2 separate regions of the Danio rerio genome follow, and region 2 is linked to region 1. A link is a contact called in public Hi-C data. All regions are on one chromosome and are shown on one strand. Each heading gives the region's core, a stretch centred on a gene start, on an enhancer-like site or on the middle of the called end of the contact. The rest is flanking DNA. Distances are from core to core; before and after follow the strand shown.

Region 1 (4,053 bases), core at 1,077-3,576:
ATTTTAAATACATTACACTTTATACACTTGGTTTAAATGGTTTCCTGGCTTAAAAAGGCACTTACAGGCATACAAACCATAAGAAATATATTAAAATGTCACAATCCAGACTTCATCAGACAATCGATTTTTTTCCTGTGATAGCTTTTGTTGGAAATGTTCTATAATACACTTTTATCAAACGGGTTTAGGCTTAATTAATATGGAGCTGCGTGTGTGAATTAAATTGAGGAATATTTTGAGATTAGATCTGCAGCCATTTAAACTCAAATTATTTGGTGTAACAAAATAAAACATGCACTTAACTTACTCAGAACAGGGTAAAAAAAAAAGTTCTGTGTGGGCAATCGTGCTTCAAGTGTATGTGTGTGTGTGTGTTATTATCAATGTACTTATTGCTCTCCAGCTGTTTAAACGAATAGGCTAAATGATTACGATACTGCCACTGCATAAATAGATCTGAAGAAACTGTCCCATGCTTGCGTTGATTTTTTTTCTCCTTTTTTAAATTTGCTTTTAATACAAGTCATTTAATACATTTGGTGCTTTAATGGCACTTTCACCTCTGTGGTTTCCGAGGACCATCTCTGAAAAAAAGGTATATAAATAATACCGATTCTGTTCAAGAAAAAAAATCAGTCATCTACATCAATTTCCTCGTCTTCGTCTTCTGAACACTCTTTGCTCGTTGTGTGGTCTGTATATGGCGATGATGGTGACATGTGGAGTTTGTTGGTGCCCTCGTGCTCGTGATTAGATCGTGACGGAGACACGGCCGATGAATCTCCGAGTGTACCGTTCACACGTTTCTCTAGGTCTGCCAGTTTGGCCATTTTCTCAAAAGGTACATTGCCCACCGCTTTGGCCGACTCCACGTCCGCCTTCATCTCCTCTAGGTCTCTTTTGAGTTTGGCTCGGCGATTCTGGAACCAGGTGATGACTTGAGCATTCGTGAGCCCGAGCTGCTGAGCGATCTGATCTCGATCAGCCGGAGACAGATATTTCTGATAGAGAAATCTCTTCTCAAGTTCGTAGATTTGGTGATTGGTGAAAGCTGTTCTCGACTTTCTCCGTTTTTTAGGGGTATTCCTCTGACCGAAGAGTGTCATGCCGTCTCTCCCTAAAATTAACAAACAAAAATAATGCAGCCACATTAAAACGCAGAACAGCAGAGGCCTGTAAAATTTATCATTGCTATAAATAGAAATATTCTGTTATGATTTTTAAATTATGACGTCTTCATGAGTGTTTATCAATTTAGCTTCAGGTCGAAAAACATAACAGGCCTGCAAAACTACTTTTATTTATTTTTAGCATTTTAATTCTGCACATGGATATTTAACATATTTTAAACATTTATTATAATTGCACATGAACAGAGCTAATCCATTTTATTACCTTTTATTCATTTATTTGGTGCTATTTATTTTACAATTCTGCATATTTAACTATCTTTAATTGCATAGATAGCATTATTTTATTTATGATTACTAATTTATTTGGTACATTATCTTTTTTATTCTAACAGGTAAACATTATTAAACGTATTTCTAATTAAATTAGATAAAGATGCATTTTTATGACAATACATATATTTTAGTAGCATGTTTTATTTTTTTTTAATTTATTTCGCACGAATTAAACATTTCATTTAATGCACCTGCTCCTTTAGTTTTATGTAATACACACGTATTTGGTAGCATATACTGATTGTTCAAACATTTTAATTTCTATCCTTTAAGATTTATATTAGGCTATATTTATATTTTTTAAACATTTATTTTTATTGCACGTGCACAGAAGTAATCCCACATGTATACTTTATTCAAACAACCTTTTAACGAAAAACGAGCGTTTAAAAATGTCAAATATTTTTTTAAGCATTTGTTTTGCTGTAGCAGTTTTTAACGACCGTTTTCACGAATATCTACGAACAGAATTATTTCTAGTATTATCCACCAGCCTGAATACAATTTATGCCCACACCGGGCCTTGTGTTTACCTTCTGCCGCTTGTAAGACACTGACTTCCAGCCCCTTGAAGGTTTTGCTGGCGAGCTCCTCCAGGGCGCACAGTGGAGATGTCTGGGTGAGCAGCGCACGGTTGGAGAGGGGATGGCCCGTGGACGGATGCTTCTCACCGGAAGAAAGCAGGTGCGCCGTGCCGCAAATTGTGTAACTTCGTTTGACAGACGGCTTGTTCAAAATATCCTCTATGCTGAACGGAGTGAGAGGTTTGTTTGAGTTAGCAGGTGGAGGAAGATGGTCCAACGGACTGCGCCTTCGGTCCTCAACCGAGGCGCCTTTCGCGTCTTCTTTGGAGGTCATTATTTGTCTTTTTAGCTTTTGAAAATACGCTACAGTTTTTTTCGATATAATTTCGATTTTGTGCACAGCTTGTTTTGTTTAAAAAATGCTGATAAACAAAGAGCAACTTGAATGAGAAGGTATCCACAATTCCGTAGAATTAGATGTAGCCGATCAGCAGCATGTTGTTGCTTTTGCCGCAGGGGTTGGAGAAGTTTAAGTCTTTCTTTAAAAAAAAGCCTCGTCTGCTGTCCTCAGCTCCTGGATAACAGTTGAGTTTCAGTGAGAAGCAGCCTGACAACCTCTGATGCTTCAGTGGAAACAGTCAGCCTCAAAAGCAGCCAGAATTGACTATTACTAACAAGTTATTCTTGATAGCAAGACAATCAATTACATCCAGTGGCACTTTTCTCTCTCTCTTTCTCTCTCTCTTTCTTTCTCTCTCCCTCTTGCTCTTTGACTATGTTGCAGTCCGATGCAGACTTTAGCAGGAAAGGAGCCCCGTTAATTAGAGGGCATGGCCGGAGGAGGAGCTCAGCCGGATTACAATACTTAACGCTCCCACTCTTTACTACAAATTAATGATTTGTCGATATTCTCTTCGTTATTAGTTACACATTTGTACCACGTTATTTTTATTTATTTTTTTTTATAAACGTGCATTTACATTTCAGAAAAATATTTAAAGCAAAATTAAAACACAGACACTAGCAAGTTTGTAGCTACTGAAAATATTTTGTTATAACAAAATGCGTACTTAAAAAAATTATATACATTTTTGTTTAATACGCTAATTGTGTTGTGGAGTCAGGTAGTATATTATGGCTGATACTTTTGGATAGAATAAAATGTGTGTGTGTGTGTGTGTGTGTGTGTGTGTGTGTGTGTGTGTGTGTGTGTGTGTGTGTGTGTGTGTGTGTGTAAAGGAGAGAAAGAAAGGGAGGGAGAAAGAGAGAGAGAGATCGTCCCCTTCAGCTGCACCAAATCTTCTTTGCCATAATTCAAGCGCAAAGGGCCAGCTCACATCAGCAGTAAGATATTTCATCTCTAAAAATCGCCTGCTGTTCAATCCCCGGTATTTGTGGCATTACGGGAACTATTTTTTTCCTTGATTTACGGTGATCAACTTGAACGTGCATAGGATTAGCCAAAAACAACGTAAATAGTTTTAACTTAATTATAATTCATATATTTTTATGATATATGCTATATGCATAACCGGACGAAATTTAAAGCGCGCTTGTATAATTAGTGAATTGATTAAATGGTCTAATGATTGCTTTGCGTTGTTATCGTCGGGCACGAGGCCTCGGTTAAATGGGCAGAAAAAGGCTGAAGCTCCACCGGCGACATCGGATCGGAAAACAGCCGTGTAAGGAGGATAAAGGCTGATCTACAGCACGAGAATAAAGTGCTTTTTGTTGGTTAGTAGATCCACTTGAGAAAGTTGGTATTTGTTCGCATTTATTTAAATCTTCTTAGGTTAAAACATGGGACAAATAAGATGCGTTAAAAACGAATGCATAATACGAATTAGTTTTAAAGTATTTATAATTTGCATAATGTAAATATGTAATAAAGTAAATTATATTTTATGTTGCAGCAAATAACATTTATATAGGCTATAATCACGTTTAAACAGTATCGTGCTATAAATAGCTTTATTAGTTGAAATAAATACCTGTTATAGCAAAACAAGAAAAAGGAAAACAGACCATTTTGCGCACATTCTTTAAACTAATTCATA
Region 2 (3,870 bases), core at 120-2,619, 310 kb after region 1:
ATGTCCATAGCAGTGGCTCATAAAAACAATTAGTGCTTAAAATATGCTATTTTTGGTTGTACATTATGTTTGCATTTATGCGTGTTATTCATATGCATATGTGCGGGTATAATAAAGCAAAATAGAGCATGGTTGTTATAATTTAGTTCCCTTCAAATCTGCACATCTTGCACATTTTAGATTGGCCAGTTGACTGTGTCCATTACGTACAATTGGTATTGATTTTTTAAATAGCAGGATAACGAAGTAGTCAATTTGTGTTATGGGAAAGGTTTTGGCTCCCTCTGTAGGCAAAACAGCAGCCAAACACATTAATATATGCATAGAGAGAGAGCGCGAGAGAGAGAGAGAGAAAATAAATAGTCTAGGAGCACTGTTGAGACTACAATGAAGGACGCAAAAGAAGGCAATAGTTTGCGTTTGTGGTTTTCATTATTGCATTGTTTATATACATCCATTGGGGCGCAGGGGAGTTATCAGTGGAAATATTCGAGGTGCGAAAAGCATCACACATACACAAATAAATTATAAAACGAACTAAATGAACTAAATTGAATTATAAACCGCTTAATCCTATGTAATAATTAGCTATTTATAAAATAACAAATACAAAACAATTTAAGAATGCAGATTCAACTAAATGAAAGATTATCATACATAACAAATAAACAAAACAAACGAATATGAATAAGAAATTGCTTGTAAAAATAAATATATGTATTTGGACATTAATTAATATGAAACAATCTATTGTAACCTAACATGTTCTATTTTCCTAAAAATATCATTTCAAACTACGAGGGAATCGAGAAGTGGAAAGTGAATGAAAGTGAAAGAAGGCTTCACACGTGTTTGTTTATATGACAGAGACGCACGTGCGTTTATAAGCAATTAGAAAGCGAATAGTTTCACTCTTTGTCTTACTTTTTTTCTCATTTCCCCGTGCTTAACGTACCCTACTAAATCCGTCATTCAGTCTTTTTCTGTTTTCAGGCTTAACCCCAAAAATTCAATACGTTATTGCAATGCATTGGCCAGTAGTTTCAACAGTGACATACCGTTGGCCGCCAGTGACCACTCCCACCTTTTAGGTACCGCTGTTTTTATCAGCTGATTGGATTTAGGAACGCCCACTACCGCTTTCAGGCCCGATAGCACCGCCTCTCCTCCCACACTTCGCGCGATCTTATTGGATGCACCGGGGTTGAATTTACATATGCCATCGGATTGGTGAAAACGCACGTCCGTCATGAGACATCTGTACTCGCAGCAGTTCACATAGAGCGTGCTGGTGTGTGTCATCGTGGTGCAGAGAGGCAGCGATACGCGGTGAGTAATGCCGTCCTTGTTGCTCGATGTCAGGATGGTTCTAGAGAGGATGAAGGCGGACGCGGACTTCCTCTGACCGTGGCAGCTTACATTCATTGACTAAAGTCTGCCCACTGTCAACATGGCAGAGCAATGGACCGCAGTGCCCACTTCTAATATGGCGGCGCTAAACCGGGCTGGATCATTGACTGTTATATTCCTAATTGTCAGCAGTTGTCTGATCAAAAGCATTGATGGTAAAGACCCGTCAGAAGAGACTGTCATCATTGGCCTCCGCCTCGAAGACACCGACGAGGTGTCTTTTATGGACAGAGGCTTTTTGCGCGTCAGCGAGCGATCTCGTGTCAGATTAAGGGTCTATGGGCAAAACATCAACAACGAGACGTGGTCCAAACTCGCCTTCACGGAACACCGCAGCAACGCACCTGCGGAGAGCCTGAGCCCCGGAGACGCACCTGCCTCGCATCCCTGCGGCATCCGATCCTCCGATATCATCATCCTTCCCACCATGGAGGTAAACAGAAAGACTTCTGGGATTATCGAGCTCGAGGTGAAGCCTCTGCGCAAAACGGAAAAAAGTAAAACGTATTACCTGTGCACCGCCATCGGGACACCTGGCGCGCAGGACTCCTGGTCCGAACACACCTGGGTCTATCACGAAGGGCATGACACTAAAGTGATCGTGGTGGAGGAGAAAAAGTTCCTCCTGCCGTTCTGGCTGCAGGTGATTTTTATTGCCATGTTGTTGTGCTTGTCTGGGATGTTCAGCGGGCTGAATCTGGGTCTGATGGCGCTGGATCCCATGGAGCTCCGGATTGTGCAAAACTGCGGGACCGAGAAGGAGAAGCATTACGCGAAGGCGATCGAGCCTGTCCGAAGCCAAGGAAACTACCTGCTGTGCTCGTTGCTGCTGGGAAATGTCCTGGTCAACACTACTTTGACTATACTTCTCGATGACATCGCAGGGTCAGGGCTGATCGCTGTGGTGGTGTCCACTATAGGGATAGTGATATTTGGGGAGATCGTGCCTCAGGCCATCTGCTCCAGGCACGGACTCGCTGTAGGCGCGAATACAATATTCTTGACTAAATTTTTTATGATCCTCACTTTCCCAGCATCCTATCCGGTCAGCAAACTCCTGGACCACGTGCTGGGGCAGGAGATTGGAACTGTGTACAACAGGGAGAAGCTGCTGGAGATGCTGAGGGTGACCGATCCATATAATGACCTGGTCAAAGAGGAGCTCAACATCATCCAGGGCGCTCTGGAGCTCAGGACTAAAACCGTGGAGGATGTCATGACACCTCTGCGGGACTGCTTCATGATTTCTGGTGATGCCATACTGGACTTCGCCACCATGTCTGAGATCATGGAGAGTGGCTACACTCGGATACCTGTGTATGAGGGTGAGAGATGTCACATTGTGGACCTGCTGTTTGTCAAGGACTTGGCCTTTGTGGATCCAGATGACTGCACGCCTCTGAAAACCATCACCAAGTTCTACAGCCACCCTCTGCACTTTGTCTTCAACGATACAAAGCTGGATGCCATGCTGGAGGAGTTTAAAAAAGGTAAAGATGTGTACAACTGCACTGGCATTTTAAAGCTACACCTTTATTATTCAGGGGTCGCCACAGTGGATGAACCACTAACTTATCTTGCAAATATTTTAAGCAGCGGATGCCCTTCCAGCTGCAACCCATCACTGGGAAACACACATACAGTCTCATTCACACACATACACAATGGTCAATTTAATTTATTCAATTCACTTATAGCGCATTTCTATGGACTGTGGGGGAAACCGGAGCACCCGGAGGAAACCCATGCGAACGCGGGGAGAACATGCAAACTCCACACAGAAATGCCAACTGACCCAGCAGTGGCTTGAACCAGCAACCTTCTTTCTGTGAGGCGACAGCACTACCTACTGCACCACCGCGTCTCCAAATATATTCTTGTTACAAAAAGTATTTTGAGAATTTTTCACGAAAAAGGTTGTAGTTTTTTTATGTGGTTACTATGAAAACACTCTTGTAACTTTTAAAAAAACTTTTTATATAGTCGTATAGTCTTATTGTTTTTTAAAGGTGTGTCTTTAATTACTCACTGAATTACTTGCATGAACTAATTATGAACAATATTTGTGAAGCATCTATTAAACATGATCAAAACCCAAATTCATAATTGTTAACATTGATTAATGCAGTGGTTCCGAAACTTTTCAGCCCGCGACCCCTAAAATAATAATGCCATATATTTATAAATATGCAAACATTGCTCATCCAACATTAGGCCTATATAAACATGAGCTTATTGACAACACAAAAAATTGCAACTGTCTAACAACCATATAATTTTATAGTCATTTATTAATTTGTTTAATTTAATATTAACCATAAATAATAATATAAACTAATAATATTTACTAAAGAGACTTGTAGAAACAGTGTTTTCACCACAAGTCTATTCTTGGTTTATTTTTGTAGACCACCAAAACCTGGTAATAATAAATAACCTGGTGTTATAAAATCAATCTGC

What was found. A called contact is a pair of places that touch in the nucleus more often than the background predicts.
Region 2: a contact with region 1 is called in a Hi-C map of embryo, with 2.0 times the contacts expected there. The contact joins the promoter of cnnm2a here to the promoter of lbx1a in region 1. A contact is called at or near these places in 2 of 18 Hi-C or Micro-C datasets (caudal fin and embryo) and 1 of 4 datasets of contacts at active chromatin or transcription factors (embryo).

What each region holds. Positions count from the first base shown.
Region 1 is chr13:31,690,811-31,694,863 of GRCz12tu, forward strand. lbx1a (ladybird homeobox 1a) reads right to left here and starts at 2,327. Exons shown (of 2, transcript NM_001025532.1): 1 at 2,003-2,327; 2 at 636-1,120. The coding sequence starts at 2,327. The coding sequence ends at 636.
Region 2 is chr13:32,003,833-32,007,702 of GRCz12tu, forward strand. cnnm2a (cyclin and CBS domain divalent metal cation transport mediator 2a) reads left to right here and starts at 1,370. Exons shown (of 8, transcript NM_001144785.1): 1 at 1,370-2,900. The coding sequence starts at 1,451.